2 separate regions of the Arachis hypogaea genome follow, and region 1 is linked to region 2. The links are chromatin contacts, called in public Hi-C maps. All regions are on one chromosome and are shown on one strand. The core of a region is the stretch at or near the end of the contact, and the rest is flanking DNA. Distances in the headings are between cores, read along the strand shown. Region 1 has its middle 9.0 kb from the start of LOC112749211. Region 2 holds the start of LOC112751186 (aldehyde dehydrogenase family 2 member C4).

Region 1 (3,737 bases), core at 136-2,635, 65 kb after region 2:
TCACTGGTCTAACCGGTCCAACCAATAATTCAACCGAAAAAATAATTTTAGAATAAAATAATAAATAAATTATAAATAAACATCCTAAAATATAATTATAATCTAATATAAATCTTAAAATATCTTCCAAATTTAAAACACTACATAAAATATCATCAACCAAATCCATATGATCTTATCAAAATACATACTCAAAAATTAAATAATAAAAAAATATCTAAATATTAAATACCAACATAAATAATTATCAATCATCAAATGCATTATTATCAGGAGGATTAGAATTGGCGGCATCATTCAAAATAGGAGGATTAGGATTGGCAGAAAAGTTATTGTTCACAGATGCATTGTTCTCAATAATTGCTTCTTGATTAATACTATCGCCTATAACTGAAATTAATAAATCGTTCACAAAATTAAAAACAGCAGCAGCACAGCCAGAAATAAAAAATTATCATTCAGCACCAAACAGGATATTCAGCAACAAAAACACCATTACCAACAGCATTCAACATTCAGCAACAAAAATTATCATTCAGCACAAACAGGGCATTCTGCAACTAAAATTAGCATTCAACAACAAAGTGTCATCAATCAAATCCATATGATCTTATCAAAATACAATCTCAAAAGTTAAATAGTAAAAAAAAAAATATCTAAATATTAAAAACCAACATGAAAATTTATCAATCATCAAAATCCATAAATTAAAAGAATGTTGTGACTGACTATTATTCGAACTAGGTGGATTAAGATTAGCAGAATTATTTAAATTAGGAGGATTGGCAGATGAATTATTACTCAAACATGCATTCTTAGCAATTGCTTCTTGATTAATACTTCCATCCATAACTAAAATCAATAAATCATAATCCAAATTAAAAACAGCAACAGAACGGCCAGAAATCAAATAATCATCCATAAGACCATAGAACAGAATCAGTAACAAATCCATTACTCAATTTTAGAATCAATAACAAACTAGTAACAAGAGCACATATTAGAACATAATCACTAACTTCAGAGTTCATCAGATTCACAAATTCCTAATTTCAGAAACTGCATATTTGAGTAATTTAAAATTTCAGAGTTCAGACTACTAACCTTGACTGAGAGAAAGACAACACCGGCAAGACTAGAAGGACGGCGACGGCGAGACGAGAAGGACGACGACGGCGAGACCACGGCTAGACCACGGCTTGCAGCTTGAACTCGAGCAAGAAGACGACGCGACTACGTGCCGACCTAGGGGTTTCGGTCTCGAAAAGGGAAAAGGAGGAGGCGCCTCCGACGGATGGTGGCGGCGGATCCGTGGAAGAGGTTAGGCTTTTGGGTTGGGGGCTAGGACTGTGGCTGGGGAGGGAGAGGGAGACATCGTGTGAAGTGTGACTGGGGCTAGGGCTAGCACGAACGGGTTTGAGGGGAGGGGTGAAGTGTGAGTGTGTGACTCGTGCGTGGAGTTTGACCGTTTTCGGGTTCCCTTTGTTTTTGTTTTTTTTTTTTTTTTTGTTCTAAATGGCAAAACGGCGTCGTTTCTAAGAACCGGCCAATTTTACTGACCAATTCTCGGCCGGTTCAACAGTTTTAGAATGGTTTTGTGTATAATAGTTTTTGGGGGAGGACCGAATCGTTTTCCTTTTCGGTTCCCTGTTGAACCGGTTCAACCGGCCGGTCCGGTCCAGTTTTCAAAACCATGCCTGATACTGCTGATAAGTATTGGATAACCAATTTTTTTATTCCTTACGTAATTTCAATTCATTTATTAGTTTAATTGAAGTTTATTTGGATTCAAAAATGGATTGGATGTATTTTTGTTTATGATGGAATTTTTTTTTACTACTTGTTCAAAACTAAACTGATTTTGATTCATTCGTTTGTTAATTGAGGTTCAGTTAATGCTGTTGTTAAAATATTCTATAAAAATACTGCGTCCTTCATATAATTAATAGTTTATAATTTATTTTTAAATTTTTAAAAATTTTAAAAGAATTAATTTTAATTAATAAATATGTAATTTTTTTTAACTAAACACATTATTGATATTTTATAATTTCATAATATATTATTAATATTGTTATGTTTCTTTTATATAGCTATCATGTTAAAAATAAAATTATAAGAGAAATTATATTTTTAATATATATATTAATAAATTTTTTAAAAAATTAATTCAATAATTATAAATTATGTCAAAATTATTTTTATAAAATAAAATATAATAAAAAATAAATAAATAATATGTCTAAAATTTGACCCTCATATTAAAATTTTTGGATCCGTTTTGGTTGCTGAAAATTCCTCTAAACCAAAAGTTGTGTCTCTCGATCGTCCATCCGATCCCTTGTACAATTGTGGCCAAGGTTTTGGCACGCATTATATATATGTACATTTCATTGTTAAAAGTGATAAAATATTTAATATCCTAATAATTAGCATTTATTTTTAGATGTTTATATAACATCGTTCCTTTGAGAAAATGGAGAATGGAATATTCTAGTGCCAATAAATTAAAGCATGTGGCGACAATCTTCAATAGCCGTATACGAAACGTAGCTAGGAGCTACTTTTGGGTTCATCGAGCGGTATACCAAACCAATATTAATTCCCCAATAGCCGTATACCATCTTTTTGAACTCATGCTTCTAGAAAATTTTCTACAAAAAACGCTTTGTTAATTGTGAATATGAGATCCACTAGCTAGTAATATAAATGCTAGTTTTGTTCAAGATTTTAATTATTATTGATTTGTTTCTTGTATAGAGGGTTTATTAGAATAATTACAATTCATTATGTTTCACATAAAACAGATCGTCCATTATTGAACTAATAAAATTAAAAATTAAAAAATTTAATTAAAATAAATCAAATATGATAATAAAATAATAATCTTTTGAATAAATTATTTTTGAAATATTTCTTTTATAAAAATAATAAAATTTTGACCATTTTCTACCAAAAAAAAAAAATAATAATAATCGGTCAATCGCTAACTATTTTTTGAATTTTTTTACTAAAACAAATCGATCGGGCGACGTATTCATCCTATTTATTACAGTTGAATTGGTTAATTTGGTTTGACTCTCAAAATTAACTGATTAACTCTAAATTAATAATAGAATAATGCTACATATTTAAATATTTTTGTTTATTAAGTTCAATTAAATTAGTCTAACATAACAAAAATTATTTTTGTTCATTAAATTCAACTAAATTAGTAATATAACGAAAATTAATTAGACTTATTTCATAAAAAAATTTAAATGGGTAACATTACACTTAAATCTTAATAACAATAATTGAACCAGTAGAAAAGTAATAAATTAAATTCTCATTCTATTTTATTACCACAGTCACTTTTTATGTTTTAATAAATATAAAAAATAAATGTACATGAAAACATATATATATTACATTATTTTATATATATATATATATATATATATATATATATATATATATATTAAACAAGAATGATTATCATTATTATCAAACAAGAGATTAACCTTGCACGCCGTTTTGATTTCAGTTTCTAAATATGAAGTTTTTTAATTTAGTTTGAAGGAGCTATCTGATAAAGTGTTTATGATTATATTGATAAAGAAGCTATCTCTTTCTTCTGACTTTAATTTCTGAATATGAAAGTTTTTTTAAAGAAATTAATAATGTAATGTTAGATTGAAGCAGTGATTGAATATTATTTTCTCAAATTTAAGAACTTCAAAACCCTAATAATATTA
Region 2 (3,560 bases), core at 300-2,799:
TTTTTTAAAAAAACTTAAATTAATAAAAAAAATACATATAAATAATTATATTTTTAATATTTTTTATATAAAAATTTTAGATTTACGTGAATTTTATATAAATTTTTTTTATTTACCTTATGATAATTTTCTTTTAGAATTTAATAAAAATTAAAGTTTAAATCTTTCAATCATATAATTTTAATATCATATAATAAAACTACAGCTTAAAATAATAAGATAAGCCGCATGAACAACTATGTCTATTACAACTTTATTAGAGAATTTGTATAAAGAAAAAATATATACGCATAAATCATTATATTCTGCTCTACATTTATAAATTTGGCAATATGCGGTTCAAAGTCAAGCTCTAATAATATATTCATAGGCATTATAGATTAGCATTCTTTTAGAAAAAAAAGATTAAAATATGTTTTGCCTGTGAATCCTTCTAACATTCTAACACCCAAAAGGAGAAAAAAAAACTCAAATTATTTTTGATATAGCTGATACAATTATACAACCAATATTAGTATTCAACTTCCCAGGTTCAACTAGTCCAAAGCCATATATATCCAAATTTCCAATAGCAAAGTTTCCATCTCCTTGTACCGTGGGAATATGACAAATCTTTCACGTGATGAAAGTGAAAAACAAGGATTTCTTTATTTTAATTTTTACGGTAAAGACGTAAAGTACGACATTCTTAAGACATTCTTAAGAAATTGGACATTATCATTTACCATATTTGACTTAAGTAAACAATTATTTAATTTGAAGAGTGTTAGGGCCAGTAACTTTTGTGTTTTGTAATCATCAATTGGTCATTAATAGTATTTTTAATGGTGTGAGATTACATTCAATGTTGGGAAATTATTCACTTTTCTTTTGATGGTTAAGTACTGGTCACAAAATACAAAAATTGCTGACCCCCTAAATTTTTTCTTAAAAAAATTAGGACCCATAATTTAAATAATAATAAAATAATTAAAAATAACTATAAAAAAATTTATATAACTTTAATCTGGTAAAATGTACTTTTAATTTAATACCAAATAAGAGTTCCTAAAAAGGAAAAAGAAAAAAAAACAAAGTGATGAAAGGAGGAAATATATATACATAGAAGAGAAAGCTTAGAAATGAGAAGGAACCCTAAAGTAATAAGGGATATTACTAATTAAACAAGGATGAAGAAAGAAAGAAGAAGTGATGAGTATTGTTAGTATTACCTGAGAGAGAATGAACAAAGTGGCCATTGATGAAGAGATTGGTGAACTTGATGGGTGGGATCTTGAAAAGAGAAGAGTTATTAGCGGCGTGGCCGTTGGAAAGAGCTGTCATCTTTGTGTGATTAGTTTAGTATTTTTGTTACTAATTACAAACAATATTTGAGGTTGCTATGAATGTTGGGGGAACCACTCTTCTCTCTCTTTAAATAATGAAGAAAAGAAAGACTTGTATGTAAGAACAACGATCTTCACGAAATCAGAAAGAGGAGGTAGTGGACCGTCTCACTCTCTCTTGCCGTACACAAGTGTCACTTCTCATTTATTTATGACTCCATTCACATGCTACTTTGTACTTAATTACCTTATTTTAAGTCTACAAATTCATACTCATTGTAAATTCATTAACGATTCTACTTGTAAATTAATTACTTGATTATATTATAAAAAATTTACTCAATTGTAAATACTATTTTTTCTTGCTATTTGTATTTTATTTTAATTTTATTTTTAATATTTGAATACATTTCAGTTTATTTCTAAGTGAGATAATATATAATATAATAATTTTACAAGAATAATATTATATAGTCAATAAATATTATTATTTTTTATTAATAATAATTTGTACTCATATTTATAGACGTTTTGCATATAAAAAATATATAATTTACATTTATATTTACTAAAATTTTGTCGACATAAATCAATATATTTTATATCCACATTTTTAAAATTTTCACACATAAATTAATAAAATTTATTTGTTAAAAATAATTTAATATTTGTATTATTTAAATAATGACAAAAAAATATTAAAAATTATTTGTCTCCAAAAATTTTTCATCTTACAATGATATGGTACTTGTGCGTTAGTATCTTTGTTAACGGTATTAACACTCAAGATAGAATTGAACTATATTTAAAACATTAAACATAAATTGAAACAAATTAAATTTTAAATATATTTTAAAAAATGTTAAAAATAAAAAATAATTTTTTTACCCTTATTATAAATAATATTCTTTTTTAGAAGCTGTAGAAGAAATAACTTTTCTCTAATTGTTAACCAATATACTATGTCAATATCTTCATGTGGAGGTAGGTTAGTTAGCATGCAATACATATTTTTTCTTGACTAGCTAGCATGCAATACATTTTGTTTTGTGTCAGAAACTACTCCTTTTAATTATGTAATTTTTTTTAAAAAAATTATTCTTCATTTTCGTCATTTTATTTTTCTTGACGGCGATGTGAAAAAAATTCATAAAAATTGTTGGTAATTTGATTGTAATAAACAATAAGGGAGAGTAACATTATCAACTACGGAATATCAAAATCTGTCTCCCTAATTCTATTCTATGAATATTATTGTATTTTTGACTTTTTTTAATTTCCAATATTAATAATATTTCAAATTAAATTTTATTCTCTCTCCTTTAATAGTGGAAAGAAAGAAAAAACTTAAAGCATAATAAATATTCATAGCATTAAATTATAAAGTTGTTCAACGTTTTACTTGATCAATGAAACTTTTATATTTTACTAAACACGAAAGTTTTTCAAACCCGGGTGCTATATATGACGTATGTATCTTTGTATGTTATAAAATGTGATATTTTTAAAAGATAAATGAATGTAACATCTGAATTTTGATGGAGACCAATATAAAGGTAACAAATCAAATGGCAAAAATATTATATGCACGTTAAAAATTAATAACAAAATTAATTATTAAATATTTATATATAAATATATATTATTTAATTTATTTTTAATTATATGAACAATTAATTTAATAATTTTACCGATCGGATGATTGATCAAGTAGATGTATCATTTACCGAAGTTGACAAAATATTTGGGCTCCACAACTTAGCTAAGGCCTTGGACTTTTTCTTACTTTTTTTTTTTGGTTTGAGGTCATGTGGAGGGGCCTTTGACATTTATAAGGCTGAGATGAACATGGACAAACAAACTGAAACTCCTAGCTGTTGCTGGAACATGTGGGTAAATGTGTAGGTGTGTTGTAATATTTAAAGATCGAGGACCAAAAAAGCAAACTGGAGATCTAGTCATTGTTTAAAAAGCGTGATGGTTCAAGTATTACTTTATTACTTAGATTCCATTTTTATGGAAATCAAATATATCCGGAGAGAAGGTGGGAATTAAAATAATGATATTTTAATTTTCTAGAATTAAACTTGTTTGAAAATAACTTTTTAAATTTTGAACCAAATATAAAAATATAATATTTTCGTCTTAAAATTTTTAAAAATTATTTATAATTCTCTATCATACACACCCAAAGAGTAATGTTAGGGTAACTAAGACTTTGGTTGAGTGACGGAC

The links. Hi-C and Micro-C count contacts between places; a contact is called where the count stands out from the background.
Region 1: a Hi-C map of leaf shows a contact between it and region 2, with 2.4 times the contacts expected there. The contact joins the enhancer-like site here to the promoter of LOC112751186 in region 2.

The regions. Positions count from the first base shown.
Region 1 is chr15:147,652,911-147,656,647 of arahy.Tifrunner.gnm2.J5K5, forward strand. No RefSeq gene overlaps it. Among protein-coding and RNA genes, the nearest start is that of LOC112749211, 9.0 kb to the left of the region's middle. Within about 2 kb of position 1,386, at least 1 of the 3 cell types and tissues checked has open chromatin away from gene starts, as enhancers often do.
Region 2 is chr15:147,587,423-147,590,982 of arahy.Tifrunner.gnm2.J5K5, forward strand. LOC112751186 (aldehyde dehydrogenase family 2 member C4) reads right to left here and starts at 1,550. Exons shown (of 9, transcript XM_025800247.3): 1 at 1,212-1,550. The coding sequence starts at 1,323.